Regions from separate parts of the Mus musculus genome. Here region 2 is linked to region 1. The links are chromatin contacts, called in public ChIA-PET maps. All regions are on one chromosome and are shown on one strand. Each heading gives the region's core, a stretch centred on a gene start, on an enhancer-like site or on the middle of the called end of the contact. The rest is flanking DNA. Distances are from core to core; before and after follow the strand shown.

The links. ChIA-PET counts read pairs in DNA pulled down with a chosen protein or histone mark.
Region 2: a contact with region 1 is called in an RNA polymerase II ChIA-PET map of memory CD8 T cells, with 4 times the contacts expected there. The contact joins two enhancer-like sites.

What each region holds. Positions count from the first base shown.
Region 1 is chr17:78,084,771-78,089,816 of GRCm38.p6, forward strand. No RefSeq gene overlaps it. Among named protein-coding and RNA genes, the nearest start is that of Gm32076, 98 kb to the left of the region's middle. Within about 2 kb of position 2,326, at least 32 of the 459 cell types and tissues checked have an H3K27ac peak or open chromatin away from gene starts, as enhancers often do. A contact at or near this core is called in memory CD8 T cells, where this site is marked.
Region 2 is chr17:78,449,484-78,454,529 of GRCm38.p6, forward strand. No RefSeq gene overlaps it. Among named protein-coding and RNA genes, the nearest start is that of Gm32464, 12 kb to the right of the region's middle. Within about 2 kb of position 1,923, at least 32 of the 459 cell types and tissues checked have an H3K27ac peak or open chromatin away from gene starts, as enhancers often do. A contact at or near this core is called in memory CD8 T cells, where this site is marked.

The DNA of each region.
Region 1 (5,046 bases), core at 1,076-3,575:
TCCAGGTCCTGTTGGGCAAAGTCCCAGGAAGGAGCATGCTAAGGATGCTAAGAGGAGAGTTTTTGGAACTCCTTAAGAAAGCTGTGTTGTTTTCATCTGTTTTGTTAATGGTTGAGTACAAAATAAAGTGCTTCATCATGTCCTTTAAACTTCATAGATGCTTATGAATGCATATAATGGTACCTATTTCTAGCTTAGATGTTTAGGATATATGGAGACTGCTGAAGTATTTATACAATAGATGTTAAAGGATTTGACATTCTTCTTAAGCACCTAGCCTCGGTGTTCCACGGCACCTATAAACAGTAATAAAACTGTCTACCTTCACAAAAGGGCTGAGGATGCCTACACAGTCTCTGAACCAACAAATAATCTGATGGGCAACAGGGGGAAGTATGTCAGTTTCTTAAAGAGAAGAATTGACTTGGACAAAGGTAAATGCCCAAGGAAATTAAACACACCAGATGGAAAATCTTCCTCCTTACAAGACGCCACTAGCATCAGGTCAAGACTGGCGTCAGAGAAGACATGATACAAACACGAAGAAAGACTGTCGTGCCCACATGTGTTCATCCTGTGACAGGACCAGAAAAGTCAGTAACTAGGAAGACTGATGGGAAAGAGACTCAAAGATAGACCTTATCCCCCAGCTCCTCTACCTACATCTGCCGTGGCCACAGCTGGACAGAAGAAGGTAAATCTGGATTAGAGTAATAGTAACACTTTAAAATCAAGCACATTAAATTCTCCAGTGCTTAAGTTGGTATTCTGTAAAATTAAACGATATCTTGTTCAAGTTGGTAAGGAGATATCTAAACATACACATTTGAAAGTTGAGTTCAATGTCTAGTTGCTTCTACACATTCCAATAATACCCATTTCCCCTTCTTGTTGAATTGCTTATTATTATATCTCTGAAAATCATTGGAGATTGTTCATTATAACTTAGAAAAAAAGCATGTCAAACATGGAGTTACTAGAAGGAAAATTATATTCAAGTGTATGGGTTTGGATCAAAATATTCCAATATCTTGATTGTGGCTTTTTCAGAGATGTCCATCACTAGCACATATCCTTTGAAGCAGTCACATTAGAAGGGAATATTATATTTCAGAAAGAAACCTATTTCTTAAAGGAATAAAAGGAAGCAGTAAAATAAAGAATGAGAAACATCGCTCTCTGACCACATACTTGAGATAGTCATTTGTGCTTAGAGACAACTATTAGCTTAGCTAGCTGGGCTGTAACAAGCATAAACAGCATTGGGAGTGGACCGTATGTAGGGACACTGCAAGCATCTCAAATCTCAGGACTAGAGATATATTTTCAAGAGATTTCAGGAAACTAGAAGCAAGGAAGTCCTATAATCTCTCTCTCGGGGCATCTCAATTTCCCTCTGAATGCTTGCTTCATTTTTGGCTCTTCTCAGAAGAGAATCCTGATCTTCTATGGTTTATACTGGCTTGTAAGTTTGCTACAACTCTGAACATTCTGCCTTCTTGACCGAAGGCTCTAAGCTTTTCTGGCAACGTTCCTTCATATTTCTGATTCAAATAAACAGATGAGAGAAGTATATTTGTTCAAGTTTCTGTTTCAAGTCTATGACAATAACAAAGACACCGAAGGGTTGAGTTTGGGTCTTCATCTACTGTCTTTCTCTGCCAAGGTGGGACAGGGTGTTGGAATTGAGTTCCCCTTGAATTCTTCCCAGGTTTCCACAGTGAAGAACCATGGGCTGTCTGAGAAAGACGACTTTGACTTTTATTTGTGTCATGCGCAGTGTACTCTTTATTGAATTTACTGACTATTAATGTAGCTCTTTCCATATCCATTTCATGAGTTCACTTTGAGGTAGAAATGAAAACCCTTGCCATATTTTAAAACAGAATCCACTGCAGTTAAAATCACTGGAAAGAGAGGCCCATTGGACATGCACACTTTATATGCCCCAGTACAGGGGAACACCAGGGCCAAAAAGTGGGAATGGGTGGGTAGAGGAGTGGGGGGGGGAGGGTATGGGGGCTTTTGGGATAGCATTGGAAATGTAATTGAGGAAAATACGTAATAAAAAATATTTAAATAAAAAAAAAAGGTCTCAAGGTTTACCCATCCGATATGTTCTCTCTTGTCTCAAGAACTTAGTGGAAATTTGAAATGTTTAAGCTGAAAGTAAATTACTTCACACATAGTTGAATATAAAGTAAAAAACCTTTTTATACAAACGAGAAGACAGAGTCCAGGTCACTTGAATGAGGAGTACTGATGCACCTACACACTTAAACTCACTTTCGGAAGAAAGCTCATAACCACAGAGGAAATCCTAGCCAGATGGAAACTCTTTCTGTGCTCTAACTTAACCACATCCCCTCTTGTTCTTCACTCGGCAGAGATGAAAAGCGATCTTGCTTGAATAAGCCAGCAAAAACGCAGCACGTCTTTCCTTCCACTGTGACCTCTTATGAAGTGAACACCAAGTTGGACTCCCTCTGTTAAATGCTGCTGAGTGGTGACCTAAAAATGGAAGCCTCCTCAGGCTCAGATCATCCGTGCGTTCAAAGGCACTTGTGATCAGTGACTAGACTCTTAGGAAATGAGAGAGAGAGAGAGAGAGAGAGAGAGAGAGAGAGAGAGAGAGAGAGAGGGAGAGGGAGAGGGAGAGGGAGAGGGAGAGGGAGAGGGAGAGGGAGAGGGAGAGGGAGAGGGAGAGGGAGAGGGAGAGGGAGAGGGAGAGGGAGAGGGAGAGGGAGAGGGAGAGGGAGAGGGAGAGGGAGAGGGAGAGGGAGAGGGAGAGGGAGAGAGACAGGAAGGAAGGAAGGAAGGAAGGAAGGAAGGAAGGAAGGAAGGAAGGAAGGAAGGAAGGAAGGAAGGAAGGAAGGAGAAAACATAATCTTAGAATGAGTTTTTAATCCATTCCAGGTTTAGAGGATTGAAAAGGCTTGATTTTTTTGCCAATTTTATCTTAATTAATTAATAATGGCATACTTATCCCATAATCCTATTTTTAACAGGTATACAAAATAAATATGTCTCCAGAGAGTATGAAATTATACAATGTTAGAAGTGATTCTTCTGCAAAGAGAGACAGAGACAGAGACAAAGACAGAGACAGAGACAGAGACAGAGACAGAGACAGAGACAGAGACAGAGACAGAGACAGAGACAGAGACAGAGAAGTTCTTTGCACATAGCTGTTTCCACAGGAGGAGCAAGTAGATGAGAGAAGTAGATGAGAAAGAACTAGATCAAAGGGAAAAGGGAGATTCTAGAGGACGTGAAATCAATAACCTAAGTATAGGGCATGGATTCAATTTTAATCAACTCATAAATGAAATAAAGCTAGAAGGGAGAGCAAGGTCAGGAAGAAACTGATCAAAATCCAAGAAAGAACCTGAGTTCTTCATCCTTATAAGAAAAGGGGGGCAGCTTTCTTTCTACTGATTGGAATGACTTTTAAAGAAACTTATTCTAGAAATGTCTCTCCCGGGACTATTATATAATTTCAAGAGGCTTTTCAGACTATACCTTAGAGCATGATTCTGCAGATATCCTTCCAGATCTAAGCACTGAAGGCCTGTGAGTTTATTATCTGGACAAAGAGTGCAATCGATTTTGCTTCTCCACCTCGTATGACTTGCAGCCATGTTCCAGATGCAAATCACGTTTGGACTCTGGCTCTCTCTGGGTGAATTGAAGCCTGTGCTAATGAAATCCTTGTTGGGTGATGCTGACGGTAAAGGTAAGCTCTGAAGTGAGAGAGCTAGACAACAGGTCCAGAAGATGAAAATGACAAACGCTGGGCAGATCTAAACACACAGCATCATTCTTCCTGGGTTGATCAAAGCTGTGTGTTTCCCTCAAGAAAAATGAAGACTGAAGTGTGGACACTATGCCCCTCCTTAGAAGTGGGAACAAAACACCCTTGGAAGGAGTTACAGAGACAAAGTTTGGAGCTGAGATGAAAGGATGGTCCATGTAGAGACTGCCATATCCAGGGATCCACCCCATAATCAGCAACCAAACGCTGACACCATTGCATACACTAGCAAGATTTTATCGAAAGGACCCAGACGTAGCTGTCTCTTGTGAGACTATGCCGGGGCCTAGCAAACACAGAAGTGGATGCTCACAGTCAGCTAATGGATGGATCACAGGGCTCCCAATGGAGGAGCTAGAGAAAGTAGCCAAGGAGCTAAAGAGATCTGCAACCCTATAGGCGGAACAACATTATGAACTAACCAGTACCCTGGAGCTCTTGACTCTAGCTGCATATGTATCAAAAGATGGCCTAGTCGGCCATCACTGGAAAGAGAGGCCCATTGGACACACAAACTTTATATGCCCCAGTACAGGGGAACGCCAGGGCCAAAAAGGGGGAGTGGGTGGGTAGGGGATTGGGGGTGGGTGGGTATGGGGGACTTTTGGTATAGCATTGGAAATGTAAATGAGCTAAATACCTAATAAAAAATCGGAAAAAAAAAAGCTGTGTGTTTCCCTGCTAATCCTCTGCTTCTCCTTCTCTGCTTATTTTCACATCTCTGTTCACTGGGCCAGCGCACATTAGAAAAAGAAGAAGAGCAGCCTTTTCCTAAATAAGAATACTATCACTATACACACACGTGTCCTCCTCTGCTTCTCTTTGCTGTGTTAGGCACCATGACCAGAAGCTACTTCAGGTTTCTATAAATGGTGAACTGTAACCCATAACCTTAGTAGGAATTCAAGGTAAGAACTAGGAAGCAGGAACTAAAACAGATGCCATGAAGAAACAATGCCTACTAGCTTGCTCTCTGTGGCTTGCTCAGCTTTGTATATATATATATCAACTGCCCAATTCTTAATCAAGAAAATGTCCCCAATCCAATGAAGGCGATTCCTCAGTTCAGTTTCCCTCTTCTCAAAGCACATTCTAGTTTATGTCAAGTTGAAAGAAGCTAACCAGCAAAATCTGGCCATCCATTACAAAAACTGAGAATATTTCTCTATATTTTAGATGTTTTTCTCCTATTTATTCTGAAGCAATTATAGCTGTAAAACATGCATGCAGCT
Region 2 (5,046 bases), core at 673-3,172, 360 kb after region 1:
AAGCACAACCTGGAAGTATAAGCCCAATAAACCTCTTTCCTTTTCTAAGTTGATTTTGGTTAGTGTTTTGGCACAAAGCAGAAAGTGCACTAAAGCAGACACTATTAAATGTTCATCCATGCATTAAAAGGGGGAATGAAACAAACATTACCCCTCGTCGGTTCTACCTTTGGTGGGGAGAAAATGACCAAGGAATGTACCAACAGGCAAGAGAAAGGAAGCTGAAAGGCGTCCCGGAAGCAGGCAGGCACCTGCAGCAGGTCAACACTCCAGCTTGCATGGGCATGATGGTTGCGTAAGCCACTCAGTGTGGAGTCGGTGTTTGTCCAGATCTTTCCATCTGTGAACCAGGGATAACGATATCTGTGTTCACATGCTTTGAATTCCAGCTGTGAAAAATGATCCCTGAAGTGAATACAAAGTTGTCCTCCCTCCAGCATGAAAGATCTCTGGGCATTTTCTGAAGGTGTCGCATTTCAAAAGCTCGATGCTCAAGCAGGATGGCCGCCCACCCATGGGCTCCAGTCAGGACACCTACCAGTTCTGACCCAGCTCTGTCACCGGATATGTATCCAAAGGCAGGGTGCTTAAGCTCTTGAAACTCAGCCTGTCCACCTGGAGAATGATCTCAGCTCATTTTTAAAAATACAACTTGTTTTTAATGTTTTGAGAAGTTCATACGTGCATACGATATATTTTGATTATATTCTGTTAGATCTATTCCCCTTTGCTCCTTCCCAACTTTGTGTCCTTTTGGGTTGTGTGTGGTTTTGTTGTTGTTGTTGTTGTTGTTTGTTTGTTTTGTGACCGGCCTTATCCTATACTCATGAGAATGAGGTCATTCACTGCACTTTGGTTGACCTACCAGGAGTCATACCCTTAAGAAAAAGTGACTGTCCTTCCCTGAGAAGCCCCCAACTGCCAGTGGCTCCTCATCTAGGGGTCAGAGCTCACCGGTCCCTCTCCAACCAAGCTGGAGTATTGACTAGACCAATCTTGCACAGGAAAGTTCTTCTTTCTCTCTTTTTTTTCTGTCCATGTTATTTAAAGAATTGTATTTCTTAAACTAGCCTTGCCAACATAGACACTATATAAAGTTCATGGTTAGCAAAACACCCTGAGCAAAAGCAGCTTAGGAAAGGAACGGGTTTATGTGGCTTACACGGGCTTACACCGGCAGGTCATATGAGAGCGTTCACTGGATTCTGCTTATTTGCTACAACAATCTTCTTACTACACTGATGTAAGTAATTATACCCTTTCCCTATTCCCCTTTCCTGTGCATTGAATCCTCCAACCATCTCTTCCAATAGTTTTATAGCAATCTGAGCCGGTTTTTCCTTTCTTACTCCATAAGAACTTGTCCGTAAGAATCCAACATAATAATTATAAGTGGCAGTTACCATCTATCATCTATTTTGTGTCATCATTATGGAAACCCTAAGCAGCCCAATGGCATCATTTTTTTTTTATCTGAAATGAGAGGTAACTGATACACTGAGGGCTGGGAAGTTTCCTAGAGTTCCATGGCTCCTCAGAACGGAGAGGTTGGTCTTCTCCTAGCTCCAAACTCATAAATGCTCTTCCAACTAGCTCAACTGATATGAAGACAGAAGCAGTGGGGTGGAAGGAGGGAGGGGAGGGAAGAAAAAATACCAGAAAGGAATAAAAAATTAAATTCAGAGAATATTATTTTCACCCTCTTTCTTTGAAACAAAAAATAAGTGTATTCAGACCCATGGAAAGTGTATAACATTGTAATTCATATTATCTGCTTTAGCAGAGACCACAGGGCTGATAGAAACAATTATTGTTTTCATCGTTACAATGTTTTTCTCTGGGTCTATTTAGGAAGTGGTGGAAAGGAGGCAGCTCACCGATCTGTATCCTGAAGTTAGACACTGTTTCCTGTGTCAAGGGCAGGGCAGGCAGCCTGTATCTCAAGGTCAGAGCCTGCCTAAGACTAACCCAAAGGCTCAGCTCCCAGTAGAGGTAAAAGCTAATTCATAAATTCCGTGGCAATAAATCCTGTCTCAGCTTCTAAATAACCCATTCTATTTTCAAGTGAGGTCAAGTTAGGAAGCCGAATCCAGGGACAAGAAAGATCCAATAATGTTCTTGGCTGGAAAGCCTGCCATTCATCAACAGGTCACATGCCTGTCGTGCTCTCCGGCTTACCTCAAGTCATGACCATTTTGGGGAAGGTATGATGTGTGCCGAAAGCCTCAGCATTGCTCCTAAGGCTCTGGTGCCCCCGCCAGGAACTGTGGGCAGCTGATCCTCCATGGAGGTGGCTTCTGCAGGGGCTGCTTCAGCTGCAGCTCAGCGGCTACCAAGAGGCTTTATGCTCGATCATATCTATTGACAAGCTGAAAACTGTCACAAACTGAATGTTTCTTCAAGGTTATTTAAGAGTTGCTACAACTCAGGACTTTGCTTCATGCAACATCTGAGGGACAGGGGTAGCTTTATTCAGTTAGAGAGACCTAGGAAGTAGCTGGTACTTAATGTGCTATGACGTTCTTCCACACTTGAACAATAACTATGCAAGTTTATTCAACTTCAAGGCTCTTACCCAGACCCTAAGCCCCTTCTACGGAGAGCCACACTTGTCCCGCCCCACCACGATTCCCCTGCCTCCAGCATCTGAAACACAAGAATCTGGCAGACAGCGACTGCGTCTCATTTAAGACCAGTTTGCCAAAAAGTAAGAGAAGACTATTTATCAGCTAAAATTATGGGGTGTTGTTCTTCCTCTCTGGTTTTCAAAATTAACATCTACTAATGGACATGCTAATGCTGAAAGGGAGAACCTCACTGGTCCCCACCCCTAGACAAAGAACCATAGCAAATGCCAAGGGAGAACTCAGCTTCCCCAGGAGTAAGGTCCCTAGTAGTTTATCCTGTATCAAGTGGTCCCCGTAGCATCATATACATAGAAGCAGTACTAATGGATTCAGTAGTGTGTGTCTGTGTGTGTGTGTGTGTGTGTGTGTGTGTGTGTGTGTGTGTGTGATAGTCAAAGAAAAAGAGGCCATGAGTTTGAGAGTGGGAAGAACATTCAAGGGTTGAGAGGGAAGGAACGAGAGGAAGGAAGTGATGTCATATACTTTCATTTTAAAAGGGTTCCCAACTCTAAAATATATCCTTTTCTGTGTTTATTTCTTTCTTAACCACTTCAAATATGTTGCATAGTGTTGGTTTTTGTTTTGTAGAAGTTATCTTGACAGCTTTCTCTCCTTGCAAATATAAGACTCTTCACCATTACCCAAAGGTTTTGTTTTTTCTCTCCCTCCCCCTGGGCACCACTATTCTGCTTCCTAGGAGTCTGAGTATTCACACAGTGCCCAGGGAGGCCAGGGAGGGAGTCAGATCCCGTGAAACTGGAGTTATAGGTGGTTGTGAGCTGTCACGTGGGTGCTATGGATCGAACCTGGGTCTTCTGGAAGAGCAGCCAGCGCTGTTAGCGTGGTCTCTCTAACCCACAAGGTTCTATTACTAACTTGGGAAAATTGGACCATAAAATGCAGGTCTTCCTGGGGTTCCATTAGCATAGAGCTGTCACAGTTCATCTTGTAGCATGTGGTGGGGCTGCTTCTTTCGGCAGCTGAATGATACTTCATAGTATCTACATGGCACACTTTGTGTACTCTTGGTGAACATTCAGGGTGTGCCAGCATCACTTCCTGCTTGTGCTTGCTTGCTTTTCTCAGCTGAGACCAGCCTAGGAGATGTGAGGAGGTGATTTCTCCTCGGGATTCTTCACTGCTTTTAGAAAAGAGTGAAAATAACCAAACAATTTTGAGTAATTCAATTAAGCATTCTATCACATCAGTCGCACGTGTTTTGTCTTTCTGACCCCAATTATTCCTTGCCCAATAATAGAAAGCTTAACACACACACACACACAGAAATACACAGAAACACACACAGTCAGCACACACAGACCTTCTGCTGCAGCAATTCATCATAACAAGTGCTTTTGTGCACCAAGCGCATGCATGAGAAAGTTCATGGCAACTTTACCCACAGCCCAAAGCTAGAGACTCTGAGGTCCATCGGTGGATAAATAAGCTGTAGCATGGTCACACAACACAATGCTAAGTAGCTGAGAAATGTGAACCTTTGCGGCTGTCACCACATTCACGAATTTACACACACACACACACACACACACACACACACACACACACACACACACACTATCAAGTATGGTGTCGAGACAGAGTAATTATGTGTGATGTGAGTCTATTTGTATGGAGTTTAAAAATGGGAAAACCATGGACAGAGGGGTCAGTATGATTCCCAGTATTGGTTAGTAGGGAGTAGAACTATCTGGAATTCTATAAATATGTTATTTCTCTATCTGGATAGTAGTTGCATGAGTCTGTGGATGTGTGCGTGAAAATTAATTACACTATAAAGTAATTTAAGTCTGCCTGCTTTTCTTTGTAGGTTGTAACTATGAGAAGATACAAGATTAGTCTTGACAAGGGGACCCATTTGTTCTGATTTTAAAAATCCCTTTATACTTAAAAGAAGCTAATATTTTTTTTAAAAAAATCAACTAACAAGTGAATTTAATAAATGTTGGGGAGGGGGAAAAATCCAAGCTTAGTGTTGACATGAAGCTCAAAAGGTGGCCAAGAGATAGGTTACAGAGAAGGTGTAATAAGCTCTTTTATTCTGCCACTAAACCCTCCCCTAGGGAAGAAGTTGGCAATTGTGGGCGTAGAGGTTTGGCGGCTCCTGACTTACTCTGAATGTATTCATTTTAAGAGCTGAGATCCACCGCTCGGCTCTCGTTCCCCGCAACTGACTGGGGCTCCGTCTCAAGCTTAGATTTGGGAGGTGCAGCTGTGGCCTCGCTGTGTTGGGTATTCAGTCGAGTGTGTTTGTGTTCATTCCTGTTGCAAGCAGGCAATCCGGTGACGTCAGCGGAGCATTGGAAAGCTCGCCGCCGCTGAAAGATTAGTGTGCTACATAACTCAGCTCTAAATAGAGCCTATCAACTCTTCAATATTAAAGGAAGTGCTGCCTCATGAA